Linked DNA regions of Mus musculus: regions 1, 3, 4 and 5 are each linked to region 2. The links are chromatin contacts, called in public Hi-C and HiChIP or PLAC-seq maps. All regions are on one chromosome and are shown on one strand. The core of a region is the stretch at or near the end of the contact, and the rest is flanking DNA. Distances in the headings are between cores, read along the strand shown. Region 1 holds the start of Htr1d (5-hydroxytryptamine (serotonin) receptor 1D). Region 2 holds the start of Asap3 (ArfGAP with SH3 domain, ankyrin repeat and PH domain 3). Region 3 holds the start of Eloa (elongin A). Region 4 has its middle 18 kb from the start of Gm31295. Region 5 holds the start of 9130020K20Rik (a long non-coding RNA gene).

Evidence for each region. Hi-C and Micro-C count contacts between places; a contact is called where the count stands out from the background. HiChIP or PLAC-seq counts read pairs in DNA pulled down with a chosen protein or histone mark.
Region 1: an H3K4me3 HiChIP or PLAC-seq map of embryonic stem cells shows a contact between it and region 2, with 2.7 times the contacts expected there. The contact joins the promoter of Htr1d here to the promoter of Asap3 in region 2. A contact is called at or near these places in 8 of 39 promoter capture datasets (the 3T3-L1 cell line, the C10 cell line, the HPC-7 cell line and 4 more), 4 of 115 datasets of contacts at active chromatin or transcription factors (embryonic stem cells, pancreatic cancer cells and stem cell-derived neural progenitor cells) and 1 of 9 other capture datasets (embryonic stem cells).
Region 3: a contact with region 2 is called in an HNF4G HiChIP or PLAC-seq map of pancreatic cancer cells. The contact joins the promoter of Eloa here to the promoter of Asap3 in region 2. A contact is called at or near these places in 5 of 39 promoter capture datasets (the 3T3-L1 cell line, cranial neural crest, frontonasal cranial neural crest and 1 more), 1 of 484 Hi-C or Micro-C datasets (embryonic stem cells), 4 of 115 datasets of contacts at active chromatin or transcription factors (bone marrow-derived macrophages, embryonic limb bud, large pre-B cells and 1 more) and 3 of 9 other capture datasets (adipose tissue, liver and pancreatic islet).
Region 4: a contact with region 2 is called in a Hi-C map of nephron progenitors, with 2.4 times the contacts expected there. The contact joins the enhancer-like site here to the promoter of Asap3 in region 2. A contact is called at or near these places in 10 of 39 promoter capture datasets (the 3T3-L1 cell line, the C10 cell line, the HPC-7 cell line and 6 more), 1 of 15 datasets of contacts at CTCF or cohesin (large pre-B cells), 15 of 484 Hi-C or Micro-C datasets (the HL-1 cell line, the N1E-115 cell line, the P5424 cell line and 3 more), 3 of 115 datasets of contacts at active chromatin or transcription factors (embryonic stem cells and neural tube) and 3 of 9 other capture datasets (adipose tissue, embryonic stem cells and liver).
Region 5: a contact with region 2 is called in an H3K4me3 HiChIP or PLAC-seq map of stem cell-derived neural progenitor cells, with 34 read pairs. The contact joins the promoter of 9130020K20Rik here to the promoter of Asap3 in region 2. A contact is called at or near these places in 13 of 39 promoter capture datasets (the 3T3-L1 cell line, the C10 cell line, the HPC-7 cell line and 8 more), 2 of 484 Hi-C or Micro-C datasets (embryonic stem cells and nephron progenitors), 4 of 115 datasets of contacts at active chromatin or transcription factors (craniofacial prominence, embryonic stem cells and stem cell-derived neural progenitor cells) and 4 of 9 other capture datasets (adipose tissue, embryonic stem cells, liver and 1 more).

What each region holds. Positions count from the first base shown.
Region 1 is chr4:136,423,277-136,426,097 of GRCm38.p6, forward strand. Htr1d (5-hydroxytryptamine (serotonin) receptor 1D) reads left to right here and starts at 1,336. Exons shown (of 2, transcript NM_001285484.1): 1 at 1,336-1,474.
Region 2 is chr4:136,204,961-136,207,720 of GRCm38.p6, forward strand. Asap3 (ArfGAP with SH3 domain, ankyrin repeat and PH domain 3) reads left to right here and starts at 1,405. Exons shown (of 25, transcript NM_001008232.2): 1 at 1,405-1,687. The coding sequence starts at 1,559.
Region 3 is chr4:136,020,367-136,023,066 of GRCm38.p6, forward strand. Eloa (elongin A) reads right to left here and starts at 1,283. Exons shown (of 11, transcript NM_013736.4): 1 at 1,185-1,283. The coding sequence starts at 1,259.
Region 4 is chr4:136,367,846-136,370,545 of GRCm38.p6, forward strand. No RefSeq gene overlaps it. Among named protein-coding and RNA genes, the nearest start is that of Gm31295, 18 kb to the right of the region's middle. Within about 2 kb of position 1,281, at least 9 of the 459 cell types and tissues checked have an H3K27ac peak or open chromatin away from gene starts, as enhancers often do. A contact at or near this core is called in hippocampal neurons and nephron progenitors, where this site is marked.
Region 5 is chr4:136,345,903-136,348,602 of GRCm38.p6, forward strand. 9130020K20Rik (a long non-coding RNA gene) reads left to right here and starts at 1,390. Exons shown (of 2, transcript XR_881499.3): 1 at 1,390-2,700. It overlaps Hnrnpr (heterogeneous nuclear ribonucleoprotein R), which reads left to right. Exons shown (of 11, transcript NM_001277121.1): 11 at 1-79.

The DNA of each region.
Region 1 (2,821 bases), core at 86-2,585, 220 kb after region 2:
GGCTGCCCATAACTCCTGTCTATTCATGCCGTGGATTTATTTGCCTGGGATCTGCGCTAAGACAAAAAGAACCTCTGCATTATTAATGACCATTGATCACAGCCTTCCAAAAAAGAGAGACTGAGAGAGATGGAGGCTCCAAGCCAATCACAAATGACAGACCAGGAGAGCAAGGGGTGGGGGCGGAAGGGGAGGGCCAGGTGGGCAGAGAGTTTGGCGCAAATAGAAGGACACGGAAGGACGCTGCAAGCAAGGCGTGGAATAGCTGCTGAGTTCTCAGTGTGCTGGTGTGCCAGATGTCAAACAGCTGTGTGGGTGCTGGTGGGTGTTTCCGGATCTCCCTATGCACTCCCCCCCAAAGGAGACTCAAAGACACAACTTTTACCAGGGATGAAGAGTCGCGGTCACTTCATGATGCTAATAGGGTCAATTCATCAAGAACACATAACCAGTCTACTGGTGGATGCTGGTGATAACAAGACATGAGAATATACAAACAGTAAGGAGACACAGTGGGTGGGCAAGGACACGGAAGGCCAGGTCCACCGGAGCTGTAAGGAACCTGGTCAAGCAGGAGTCTTTGCCCTCCCTGTCTTTGAACTCAGCTCTCTCTCTCTCTCTCTCTCTCTCTCTCTCTCTCTCTCTCTCTCTCTCTCTCTCTCTCTCTTTCTTTTTCTGGCTCTCTACATCCGCAGCCCCTACTAAACGCTGAATAAGGGAGCTGGCGGTCATATCTGCTGCCCCAACTTTGGGATCACTCTGCTTGCCCAGCAGGAAACTGTACTCATTCCACCTCTGGTGTGTGGCCGGGACGCTTCCTACCTCCGGTCTGTCCTGAGAGGCTGCTTTCCCGGTGAGACTTTCTCCCCTCCCCCGCCCTCCCACCGCCTCCGACCACCCTGTCCACTCCCCACCTCCTTTCTTGCTTTATTTTCCTCCTGAAACATCTGTCATCTCATTAAGTACATCGTATCCGCCCCAGTAGAACGTGAGCCCCAAGGGGCGGGGGTTGCACAATGGTTTTAAGCCCAGTGCATAGCCGGTGCAGATATAAAGCAGATCGATAAATACTTGCTAAATTAAAGGTAGGGGGCGGGAGACTCAGCTTGTGAGGAACCCGCGGATGGAGTCTAGGCACGGTCCACTTTCCCCGGACAGTCCATTCCTTCCTACAGGTGGGCCTCCTCCACCCGCATCCCCTGCGTCCTCCTACCGTGGGGTTGGGGCAGGGGCTCCGGGCGGGCCTCCCCTGCTGTGGGCGGGAGGCCGAGTGGGGAGCGAGCCCAGCGGGGGAGGAGCCGGGGAGCAGAGCACGGAGCAGCGGCGGGCGCGGGCAGGAGCCCGGAGCCCGAGCTGCAGGCGCGGAGGGCGGCGGCGCCCGGAGCTCAGCGGGGGTCGTGGAGGAGGCCGGGCTGCAGCCCTCAGGGGTGCGAGGCGCCCACGGCGTTGTTCCGTACCTCCCGGCAGGGAGCTGGTAAGCGCGGGAGCTTGGGGCGTCGCAGCCTCGCGGGGCTGAGCCTAGCCGGGCGGGTCCTGATGGGTCACCTGGCGTCCCGCCTCTGTGCGCCTCTCGGACGGGACAGGAGCGCACGGAAAGACGGTCCCAAAGGACCATCGGGGCCCGAAGGGAGCATCCCGGATGGTTGTCCAAAGCCCTGGATCGTGGGGTGGGTGGAGGGATTCCCCAGGGGAGGCTGCGGGACCCTGGGAGAGCGTCCTCCGTGTCCCGCGCTCTGGGAAGATCCCACTGGACAAGAGTGCCCCCCCACCTCGGCCCGAGGTGAAACGTCTACCCCCAGGTGGCCCCGGTGACGGCCTAGGGAATCGGGGAGCCCTCTACCGGCCAGGTCAGGGGTGACGCCAGTACGGGAGGGGACTTGAAGGAGCGTCCAGTTTGGAGCTCGGGTTTGGAAAGGGCCCTGACTTGCTTGTGACCTTGGGCAGGTCACTGCTTCTCTCTGAGCCTCAGTGTGCACATCTCTCAAATGGAGAGGACGCTTCCCTTCACTGCGGATTGGTGGGAGTGGGTGAGAGACCGTGGATGCCTTTTTATACGCGGTAAAGTTCTCTGCAAATCCTAGCTTTTCGAGCAACATCAGAACTGCAGAGAGCTCAGGGAGATTGGCTTTATTGCAGATGGGAAGAAGGTGGCAAAAATCTTGCCCAAAGTCTCAGTACTTGTAGAATGTAATACTCAACGCCCCCGGCCCGGCCCCCACCCCCACCCCCACCCCCACCTGCTCCCACTCGCTGGGTTTGGGGACCATCAGAGATTAAGATCCTAATACTCTCAGGCTGGCCACATTAGCAAACTAGCCCTGGCTACTTGCTTAGCTGCTTAGTCCTCTGAGCATTGGCTCCCTCCTATATGAAACGAGAGTGACAACGACCACACTCCAGGTTTGCTTTGCAAAATCAAATGGAATCACTGCCTAGTATTACATCTGACCTCAGACAGGAACTCGGCCTTCCTCGCCAGGCTTTGTAGTAGCAACCTCAGATCTCATCTTGGGAATTGCTTTATGGCAGTGGTCCTCAAACTCTGAGTCTCAACCCCTTTGAGACTCGACCGACCTTTTCACGGGGGTGGGGGTGCGGGTTGCCTAAGAGTTCAGAAAACACAGATACTTACATTATGATTTATAAAAGTAGCAAAATTACAATTATGAAGTAGCAACAAAAAAATAATGATTTTATGGTTGAGGGTCACCACCACATGAAGAACTGTGTTGAAGAGCGGCAGCATCAGGAAGGCTGAGAACACCTTATGGTGTTTTCTAGTGGCATTTGTGTTGCAGGTCTGTGCTTTCCTCTACATGCC
Region 2 (2,760 bases), core at 155-2,654:
GAAAGTTGTCCTCTGCCCTCATGAGTTCAGTGTCCTGCATGTTGTGCACACATGAGTACACACACAAACACACACCCACACCCACACACCCACACACATTCATGCACACAGCAAATTTCTAAAACTGAAAATTTTAAAAAGGGGCTGGACAGATAGATGGCTTAGTGGCTAAAGAATGTTTGTTCTTGCAGATGACCCTGGTTCAATTCCCAACACCTACATGGTGGCTCACCATCATCTGTAACTCTAGTTCCAGGGGATCTGATGCTCTTTTCTGGCCTCCAAGAGCGCCCAATATTCATTCATAAAACCCCAGCAGAATAAAGATGATTATGAATGGGGTATGTGGAGTGAGGGATGGGGGGAGCAGCAGGTGACTAGTTTTAAACAGGGTGGTCAGGATAAGCCTTGTAGTAAAGTTTGAAATGTTTGAGCTAAACCTTGAAAAACAAAACCCCAAATCAAATAAACAAAAACCGAGGGAGGCAGACAGGGAGAAGCAAATTTGGAAGACTCAGCATTGGAGTCTGAAGGAACTGTTAGGGTCACTTAGCATCTGGTCTGGGGAAAGGGGACCAGACGCCAGGGGCCAGGTTGGGCGATGAAGGTGTCAAGAGGAAGCCTCTGAAAGAGCCCTGTGAGATGGACGAAGAAAATAAGGCTTTCAAGAAGAAGCAGAAAGAGTCCAAGGCAATGGGAAGGGCCCCTGGCTCACGGCTGGAATTAAGAAACCAGGCAAAACCAAACCACAACAAAAATACCTGCAAAACAACAACAACAACAACAACAACAAAATCCCGAGCTATTCTGTGTACCTGAGATAATAGTGAACCTCTCCCATTCTTACTTAAACTTATTCGGAGTTATGACATGATTCCTTTTAAAAACCAGAGGGGCAATTGATTCAATGGCACGTAGCTGGCTGATGGCGAAGATCTTATATGGCCTCGGTGGCACAGGCCTTGCCTTTAATCTCAGCACCGGTGAGGTAGAGGAAGACGACTGCTCTGAAGAACCTAGAGTTAAGGAGAAGAGAACAAGTGAACCAGGAGCCAGCCAGAACCAGGAGCCAGGCTCTGTGTCTGTGTGTGTGTGTGTGGTAGGCTTTGGAGGCGGGGCTAGGGAGGGAAGAGGATCGGGGACGGGGGCTGGGAGTCAAGAGCGGAGCCCCAGGAGAACTCTCCCCATCTGTAGGTCTTGGAGGCAGGGCAGAGTGGGGCCAACGCGAGGTTGGGGCGTGACCAGGGAGTTAGGGGCGCGGCTTGGATGTGGCCGGAGAGTGAGGGGGATGGGGGCGTGGTCAGGGAGTTACCAGCGAGTCGGGGCGTGGCCAGGGAGGTAGACAAGTGGTCTGGGGGCGTGGCCGGAGAGAGAAAGGCTGGCGGGCGGGGGCGTGGCGGAGTTAGTTAGGGGCGGGGCGGAGCAGGGAGTGAAGAGGCCTCGACTAGGACGCTGCGGGTGGTGAGACAGGCCCTGCGCAGAGCAGCTATACCAGCACTGTTAAGTGCAGCGTCCCCCGCGTTCCAGGCAGCTCCGGTGTTTTCGCCTCGTTCCCACCATGCCCGAGCAGCTCAGTGTCGCGGAGTTCCTGGCCGTCACCGCAGAGGACCTCAGTTCCCCAGCCGGAGCAGCTGCCTTCGCCGCCAAGATGCCCCGGTGCCGCGGGGCGGCGCTGGCACGGGAGGAGGTGAGGGGCCGAGGCGGGAGGGGACCTCAGGTCAACTTGGGGCCTGGCTTTGACCTTTGCAGGAATGCTTGGAGCTAGGATGGCTCTTCGCTGCGCTCCAGAAACCCGCCCCTCTTAGATCTGTGGGAACCGAGCTCATCTCAAACATCTGTGTCCCCAAGGTGGAGCCTGGGAAGAGAGGACCAGATGGGATCTCGGGGTCACCTCGATACAGACTCCACATGTTGGGGCACATCTCCCATATACTTTGGGCGACTTGCCCATTATATGTGTATTTGCTCAGCGGCTTACAGTTCTGTGTTTTCGTTTTAGAACCCCACAAATATGCAGCCCCTCAGGTCACTCCCTTTCTGAGAAGCAGGCTCAGTCCTGAACTTACCTCTCCCAGGCTGCAAGAGAGAGAGAGGAGGCCCCCTCCTCCTGGCTGCTGGTTCTGAGACTTGGCTTGCCTTGTGGAATGATTGTGAATGGGAAGGCGCCAGGAGCCGGGGTTCACCTTGGCTGCTGCGGGCCAAGTTTATAGGCTCCTCTCCCCTCCCCTCTCCTCTTTGTGTTTTCAGGCAAAGTGTCCCAGGCTCTTTCTTTCGCCCTTGTAGGCTGCCCCACCCCATTCCCAAGCTCACTGGAGTTCATTCCTCTTCTCTGGATTCGCTGCAGGTTTTCATCCCCTAGGAATACACTGGAGCAGAGAGCCTGTAGTCTGGGGCCAGACGGGGATAATATGAACCCAGCTCTCTTCTAGAGAATGCCCTGGGTTGAGGTGGCATTTTGGACTTCAGTGGTCAGTCTGGCCTTCTCTATAAGTTGTACCTACTGTGTGGCAGATACAAAGCTACCCAGAAATACCCTGAGCTGAGGTCTTAGGAAATCTCCCTTCCTCTTCTCCCCTGACTGGCTGGCTCTCTGTCTGGACTTTTTCCTCTTTGGTAAGGAAGGCAGACAATTATACAAAGACTGTCGGATTTCAAATGATGCATAGGTTCAGAGCCACCACGCCTCAGGACCCTTCAGCATCTTTAGGGATTTTATCCATCATCCTCTCCTCCAGGTTGTCCATTACAGTGTTGGATCAG
Region 3 (2,700 bases), core at 33-2,532, 180 kb before region 2:
AGGTCAGTCACAAATCTTATAGTGTTCAGAAAGACAATCTGGGACTTGGAAATAATGACCATTTATTAGATGCCCACAAAGGGTTATTGTAAAAAGAACTTGTAAATATGTCTGACCAAAGGTCCCCAAGGCCTCCAAAGAAAGTAAAACACAAGACAATTGAAACATTTACGTTTTCGCTGACTTATAACAACAGCTTCTGAAGAAGTGTATCTCTGAGCTAAAGGAGGGTAGTTAAAAAGTGGCCCGGAGGTTGAGAGGTAGTGACCCAACTAGGAACAAGAAGAGTGAATGGGGTCCCTGACTGGAAATTCTGATGGTGATTAACACTTATAAAGAGCACTTGGGTCTAGCTGGTATTTCAGGAAGAAACTAGAGAAGGGACAGGTCGAGCAGAGAACTCCTCCAAAGTCCCGAGCTGGTGCTGGCTAGGAACCTAGATTGCATGTGTAAGTCCGCTCGCTGTCTCCCTCCACCACTTCCTCTTCCACTCAGCTCGCTGGACACTTCACCTTTTAGGAACCTCAGGCCCAGGCTAGAATGCTGACAAGCCATGTCACACCCTTTGGTGTTTTCGGCTAGAGACTACAGTGAAAACGATTCTAATTCCCACCATACCCTCTTCGTAGAGCTCAGAGAAGCCTAGACACCCGGGGGACCGCGAGGGGATACAATGTATTTAAAAAGTAACAGTTTCTAAAAAGGAGCAACAAAGTAGTTAAGTGCAATTAAACATGGTTGCTCATCACAGCCTGGTCCCACCTTCCAGTATGTCAGAGCGGAGTTAACACGCTCACGCCCTCATCCAGGACCCGAGCTCCAGGAGCAGAGCTCGAAAAACCCCAAGGCGTTCCCCGTTTTCTCGGCTAAAGGGCAGGGTACAGCACAGGGGTCCTCGAGCCGCAGGACCCCCAAGCAGCGGACGGAGTCGCTCGGCTGCAACGGGGAAACAGCTGGCGCGGCTGCCCGAACCCCGGGGAGAGCCGCAAGGCCCGGCCGCCCCTCCAGTCCTCAGCCCCCAGCCGGGGTGCGCCCGCCGGCCGCGAACTCCCCACTGCCCCGCGCCGCTCCGTGGGGCCTGGCTCCGGGTCGGAGGAGAACCCCACTGCGCCCTGCCCGCGACCGTTACAGGGCCCGCGCCGCGCCCAACGCCCGCCCGCGCCGCCCGCCCGCCCGCCGCTCACCTTCTTGGGGTCCGGGTTCGCAGCCAGGCGCGCCTGGAGCTTCTCCACAACTTGGAGCGCCGACTCCGCCGCCATCGCTGTCACTGGCGCGGCCTCCTCGCCGGAACTGGGCTCGCGTCGCGTCCTCGGGCCGCAACTCCGCCCTCCGTGAGGGCCCGGCGGAGACGGAAGCGCGAATGGTCCCTTCCGGGCCTCCGCTGGGGGTGTGTGTATGTGTGGAAGGCCTCAGGACCCGCCCCCGCGCCAGACCACGCCCACTATATCACGGCGATCTGTCGAATACAGCACAGGTCACGCCCCCGACACGCCCAACCCAGAGCCACGCAACCAGCCACGCCCCCAAGCCTGTATTCTGCAAGCCAAACTCTGGCTTTAACTCTCACGCACCGCCTTTCCAGTCATACGCTCGTTTTCGCCTAAGGGTGGGTGGAGTCAGTGATCAGGGTCCGACGCGGCTCCAGGGACCCTTGGAGTGGAAGGAAAGAACTGACTCAGGTAAATTATCTGACTTCCACCTGCAAGCTGTGACACACCCTCGCAATAAAAGAAATCGTGTAATTTTAAAGTAACTTAACGGTATTGTAATTTTGGGAAAGCAATCCAGGCTGTCTGGTTTCAAGGCAATTTGAAACACTAGAAATAAAAATAATAACACATTATTAACCACCTTGTCTGCAAAATCAGAGAGCAGCCCCTTTTATTAGACTGTTCATGTGACATTCTTTTCTTTTCTTTCTTTCTTTCCTTTCTTTCTTTCTCTCTTTCTTTTTATTTCTTTTCTCAAAAAGGATTTCTATGTGTAGCCTTGGAGGTCCTGGAACTCACTCTGTAGACGAAGCTAGCCTTAAACTCACAGAGATCCACCTGCCTCTACGTCCTAAGGGCCAGGATTAAAGTTGTATGCCACCACCACCTGGCTCCATTTAAAAATAAATTAAATCATAATGAATAAAAAGTCATAATATATTAAAAACCAAACTGAACTACATGAGATTCTGTCAGAAAAGAGCCGCTGGGCGTGGTGGTGCACGCCTTTAATCCCAGCACTCGGGAGGTAGAGGCAGGAGGATTTCTGAGTTCAAGGCCAGCCTGGTCTACAAAGTGAATTCCAGGACAGCCAGGGCTATACAGAGAAACCCTGTCTCGAAAAACCAAAAAAGAAAAAAAGAAAAGAAAAGAGCCAGGCAGTGGTGATGCATGCCTTTAATCCCAGCACTTGGGAGGCAGAGGCAGGTGGATTTCTGAGTTCAAGGCCAGCCTGGTCTACAGAGGGAGTTCCAGGACAACCAGAGTTACACAGAGAAACCCTGTCTCAAAAAACCTGTATATCCCTGGCTGTCCTGGAACTCACTTTGTAGACCAGGCTGGCCTTGAACTCAGAAATCCACCTGCCTCTGCCTCCCAAGTGCTGGGATTAAAGGTGAATGCCAAAAATAAATCTTTTAAATAAGAAAGAATAAATGTTGAGGCATTGTCTCAGTAGGTAGCCTTGGCTACCCTGGAACTAGTTATATAG
Region 4 (2,700 bases), core at 31-2,530, 160 kb after region 2:
ACATACACAGTCACACACTGAGATCCATTGCTCGCATCATCCCTTGAAAACTGCAACTCTTGTCTTTCCATTTTATAGATGAGATAAAGGCTAGGAAGGTTGAATCAGGAAACAAGCCTATTACATAATAGCCAACATGCTGAAACCCTGTGGGATTATACACACTTACAGTAACCAGCTTGTGTGTGTAGTTTTGATCAGCTTCCTTTGCCAGCTCAGTCTGCCTTCAGTCAGCTTCTAAGGCAAGCTCTGTGCTTTCCCTCTGAAACAAGCGTTGCTTTGCTGCTGGAAGCAGCTGCGGCTGAGTCGTCCCTCCCTGGGTTAGCAAGGGAACAGTCAAGGTCACAGCTCAAAGGTAGCACTAGCCTAGCATCCCAGTGATCTGGGCCACTGGGTGTCACAGACAGGTGTGGCAGAGGACAACAGCACAGAGAGGAGGAAGCAGATGACATCTAAGATTGGCACAACTCACAAAGCAAGTTTCAAGATGGCCAAGGCTACATAGAAAAACCCTGCCCTAAAAAAAAAAACAAAAACAAAAAAACAAAACAAAAAAACCCCACAATTTTAAAAGGGCAAGGCTCAAAGGGGCAGTATTTCTGTGAGTCACCTACGTAATAAGCTTACAAGCAGACACCAGAACTGGGCCTTCAATTAAGATAGTGGTTCTCTACCTTCCCCTTGCCCTGAATACAGTTCCTCATGCTGTGACCCCCAACCACAAACTGATTTCTATGGCTACTTCATAACTCATTTTGCTATGGTTATGAATTGTAGTGTAAATGTCTGTGACTTCCAGTGGTCTTAGGTGACCTCTATGAAAAGGTTATTCTGCCCCAAAGAGGTCACGGTCCACGGGTTGAGAACCACTGGCTTAAGGCCTTGGTCCTCCCTTTACCTTTCGTTAGAGCTGTGAAAACTGGAGAGTCCTCTAGCCTCTAAGAGGCATCGTTCCGCACAGGAAGATTTCCCTTTAAATGACCAAGCTGACTGAGTCATCTTAACTATGAGACGGTGGGGCAGGGGCCTGAGTACAATGTTTGCCTAGCACGCAGAAGACTACATTTGATCCCCACTACTACAAAAAGAAAAAACAAATTAAATTAGCTTCATGAAGACATTATTCAGAACTAGAATAGTAGCACTCAGATTGTCTGTTGCCACGGAATGCCAGGGAGCAGGAATCGAGCCTTTAGATTGCCCTCTACTCGGAGAGAGCCAGTGATCGGAGGCAGAAGCTTCTCATAGCAGCTCGTCACGGACCAGCTATTTTATGGTGGAAATGAAAGCAGTCATTCCAGAGCTCGCCCCCACCCCACCCCCTGCCGCCCCTCGCTGCACCTCTGCTTAGGCAGCCAGCCACATGTTTGATTCTTGTGATGGTTGAGACTCTTTCCGTATCATCTCTGTCACAGTCTGTCATTGTCTGGACTCTGGGGCTCAGTGTTTCCTGAAATATTGAGGCGAGTTTGGGTCTGCTGGCATTGATCCTGCACTTCAGCCGCTGACAGAAAGGAGAGTCAACGCAGAACACATACATCATGGATACTCTGTGTGCTAAGCTAATTAACACACACACAAACACCTTTCTACAATATGGGATAGGAAAGTGCCCTTTTCCATCCTCTATTGCCTACTGATTGGAAGGCAGTGTGTCTCTGGGCCTTTTGGATAATTAATGTTAGTTTCTGTCAGAATCTGTGTTCCAAACTAATACTAGGGGCTAGACATGTAACCTAGTTGTAGAGTGCCTACCTAGCATGGAAGATGTCCTAGCACCCACCTACCCACACCCCCACACCCTCCCCCCACACCCTTCATACAAATCCATGGTGTTGGGGGTGGGGCATAAAGCAGTATCATAATTCTGGATTCCCAGACCTTAACTCTATAGTATGATAGATTTTTCTTACAAATATTTGTTGGACAACTAGAAACACTGGGGAAAAATAAAAAAGGCTAAAAGATAACATTCTCCAAAAAGGAGACAAAAATATGATAGGAAAGACAAGTTATACTGTTCCCTAGACACAAATATGATAGGAAAGACAAGTTAGACTGTTGCCTATTTTAGCCACAAGGAGGCGCTACGTACAAGGGTTACAGGCTTCTAGAACAAAGAACCACCTGTTCGTGTCACAGAAAATAGTGCTCTTCACATTTCAGAGACTTCTCTGAAGTCTCATCTCCCTTGATGTTCACCATTTTGAACTCTGACAGAATGAGCATTAAGCCTGAAATATTCCACCAATACATTATGAACTGTATAGCATGCATGAGGCCCTGGGTTCAATCACTAGCCTGTCTAAATCGTTCATGATGATACACACCTGTAATTCCAGAATTTGGGAGGTAGAGGCAAGAGGACCAGAAGTTCAAGGGGAACTTAATTACTTGGGGAAGCTGAATGCCAGTCTGGGCTACAAGAGACCCTGTCTCAAAAAGAAAGAAAGGAAGAAAAGAGAGAGGGAGGAGGGGGAGGGAGGGAAGGAGGGAGGAAAAAAACAAACCCCTGTCTTTCTTGGAGAGGCTGAGTGGTAGAATCCTTTGCCTGTCATGTACCAGACCTGACTATAACCTAGCACAAAAACACCAATTTACAGGGTTCTATCTATTTTGGAAATGCTGAGTTTCTTGGCTAAAAGTCAGGGTTTTTGTTGTTTGTTTGTTTTTGAAACAGAGTTTCTCTGTGTAGACCTG
Region 5 (2,700 bases), core at 140-2,639, 140 kb after region 2:
TACAGTGTTCATGTACCATACCTGTATTGGAATATTTGTATGATGTTAATATTTTTAATAAAATTTAACATGTTCAAAATGTTGTGTTGGTGATTTGGGGTGGGGTGTGATTAATTCAGTTGTACAAAACAGAGTCTTCAGCTGTGTAATTTAGGTTTTTACACTCAAAATTCTTCCCAAATTCAGTCCTAACCTATTTGAAAGAAGCCAGTTAAGGAGTAGCAAAGTGGTTTACTTACTGAATCCCTGCGGGGCGGGGCTCTCCCCGGGGTACTTGAGTACCTTTGTAAGACCTGGGCTCAGAAGTATCAGGCAGAAATGTTGACTCTGGCATTTTAGGCTCCAATAAAGTTTTTCAGAGGAAAATTTAACAACATTGGAAGTGGTCTAGAGAAACTGTGAAGGGGCAAATGGAAGCACCCGTGTGATGGTGGCAGTAGGCTTTTTATTGCCTTGAGCAATAGCGTGGTACCACAAAGAGAGGTGGTATTTGATGCAAGCTGTGTTGGAGGGTTTGGGTCTGTGGTTGAAAAATACTGCCAGTGAACAGGAAGTTCCATGGAAGAGTTCTCTGCCTTCGTGTAAGTTTAGTATCTGTTTAATATAGCTCCCATTCTCTTGCAGGTTGGCTTGATGTGGCGGTTCTCTTCTGTTATTTTCCTCAAGGGCATACTTAGATCCTCACCAGTGAGGAGGGTGGAAGGAAGCTCTGCCGCTCACAATGGAGATTTACTGAAAGTCGTACACTTACTCGGCCATCTTTAACTGTGCTACTAATACCAAAAAAAAAGGCTTAGGAGATGGTCATCGGGGTCAAATGATCAAAACAAGTTGAATAAGTAGCAAGAAGGTGTCTAGATACATTCCGAGTTGTCTTGTGAATGAGGATTGCTGGTAAAGTTAAGTTATGAGGTGAGAGTGATGGGCCTTCCCTTAGGTCACTGGTTTTCAGTTTACTGTTCTGGTTTTTTTCCGTTGTCCCCAGGTCAGAAGATCACTCAGTGAAACAGGAAGGGCTGTTCTCAAAGCAGCAGTGTCTAACGCTCTCTGAGAGACTGTCATAGCCAGGGTAGGGCAGAGGCCGGGGTGCGGTATAAATACTGATCAGGCCCCACCCTGCCTAGCTCCAAGATCAGATGTGGGCCACATTTAGTCTGGGATGTCTCTAGGCTATCTTTACTGCTGTCTCAACCCTGAATTCATTTACTTCGTTTAAAGAAATTAGTTTAATGAATATTTTCCAGGGTAGTTGTGTCTATATCTTTGAAGATACTGCTTTTCTAGAAATTTTAGAAAAATTAGGACCAGGTACAGGTATTTTCTTCAAGAAACCTTGTTTCTTTCAGTTATTTGTGACTCCTAGATAATGACCTAACTTTTTTTTTTTTTTTTTTTTTTTTTTTTTTTTACTAAGAGTCTTCCCATGTCTGCTGCCTCTCAAGTGCTGGGACTAAAAGCTTGTGCCACCATGCTTCTGGGAACCATTAGGGTCTAGTTGTTAGCAGAGCAGAAGTCTGTGGAAATAGTTTAGTAGCACTTACTCCTGTGCACAAAGAATAGCGTTTAGCTTCCCACCATGATGCTAATAAGTTAATTCATAAAATCGTACAGTTAGACTCATGGCCGAGGCCAGCTTGAGCAAGGTAGTCAGTTTATATAAAAATTATTTAAACTATGCAGCAGCATCCTTCAAAAATCACATAGAAGTTCATTAGCCTAAAACTCAGCTTCACAGCTGTGCATGTGAGAACTGCAGCATCGTCTGAGAAAGTCATTCTGCAGTTGTCAGCTGTGCAGAGAAGAAAGCATTTCCTTGAACGGAAAGGGACTGCGTTATTTCAGGTCTCATATTCCACTGAGGCCTTGGTCACTGCCATGTGTTCTTGGGAGGTTAATTTTATGCTCGAGCCAAGAATCCTTTAAGTCTTGCTTTTGGTTCCCTGGATTTTAAAATAGGTTAAATAAAAAATAATATACTTTAAAAGCTATTTTTAGTCAGTGTTTAAAATTTCAGGCTTAAAAGGAAGTGTGCTTTATATTGATCAAAATGTTACCAAACAAATCCTGTTATTGAACCTGATAAGTATCATGGGATTTATTCATTTAGCTGTTGTTAGAATACCTCAGTTGGTTTGGTCAGAACTTAAATGTCTTTCCAGCACATCATGGTTGAAGTAAGCCAGGCACTGGTGGTGCACACTCCTTAATCTCAGCACTGAGGAGGCAGAGGCAGGCAGATCTCTGAGTTCAAGGCCAGCCTTTTCTACAGAGTGAGTTCCAGGATAGCCAGGACTATACAGAGAAACCCTGTCTCAAAAAACAAATAATAACAACAAAAACAAAAGAAAAACCACTCAGATTTTGGTTACATTGTGTGTGTTTAGTTTTGATGTGCCTCCTGTTAGCCCATAAAGTCCTGTTGGAGCAGTGTTCTGGAGGCAGCCGCAGGAGGAAAGTCTGAGGCTATACAGGGAGACTATCCTTCAAATATAAGCAAGAGTAAAAATTGTTGCTGAAACTCATTCTTATGCTGTGGAGAGCAATGTAGTTATGTTCATTCATTGTAACAATTTCTATTTGACTTCTCTAAATGAAAAAAAAAAAAAGTCCGAATGAGACCATTTTTTTGTAAATGTTAAAATGAAGGCTCTGCTATCCCCAGGTTCTTGGAAGCCAGCTCGTACAGTACATAAAGACAAT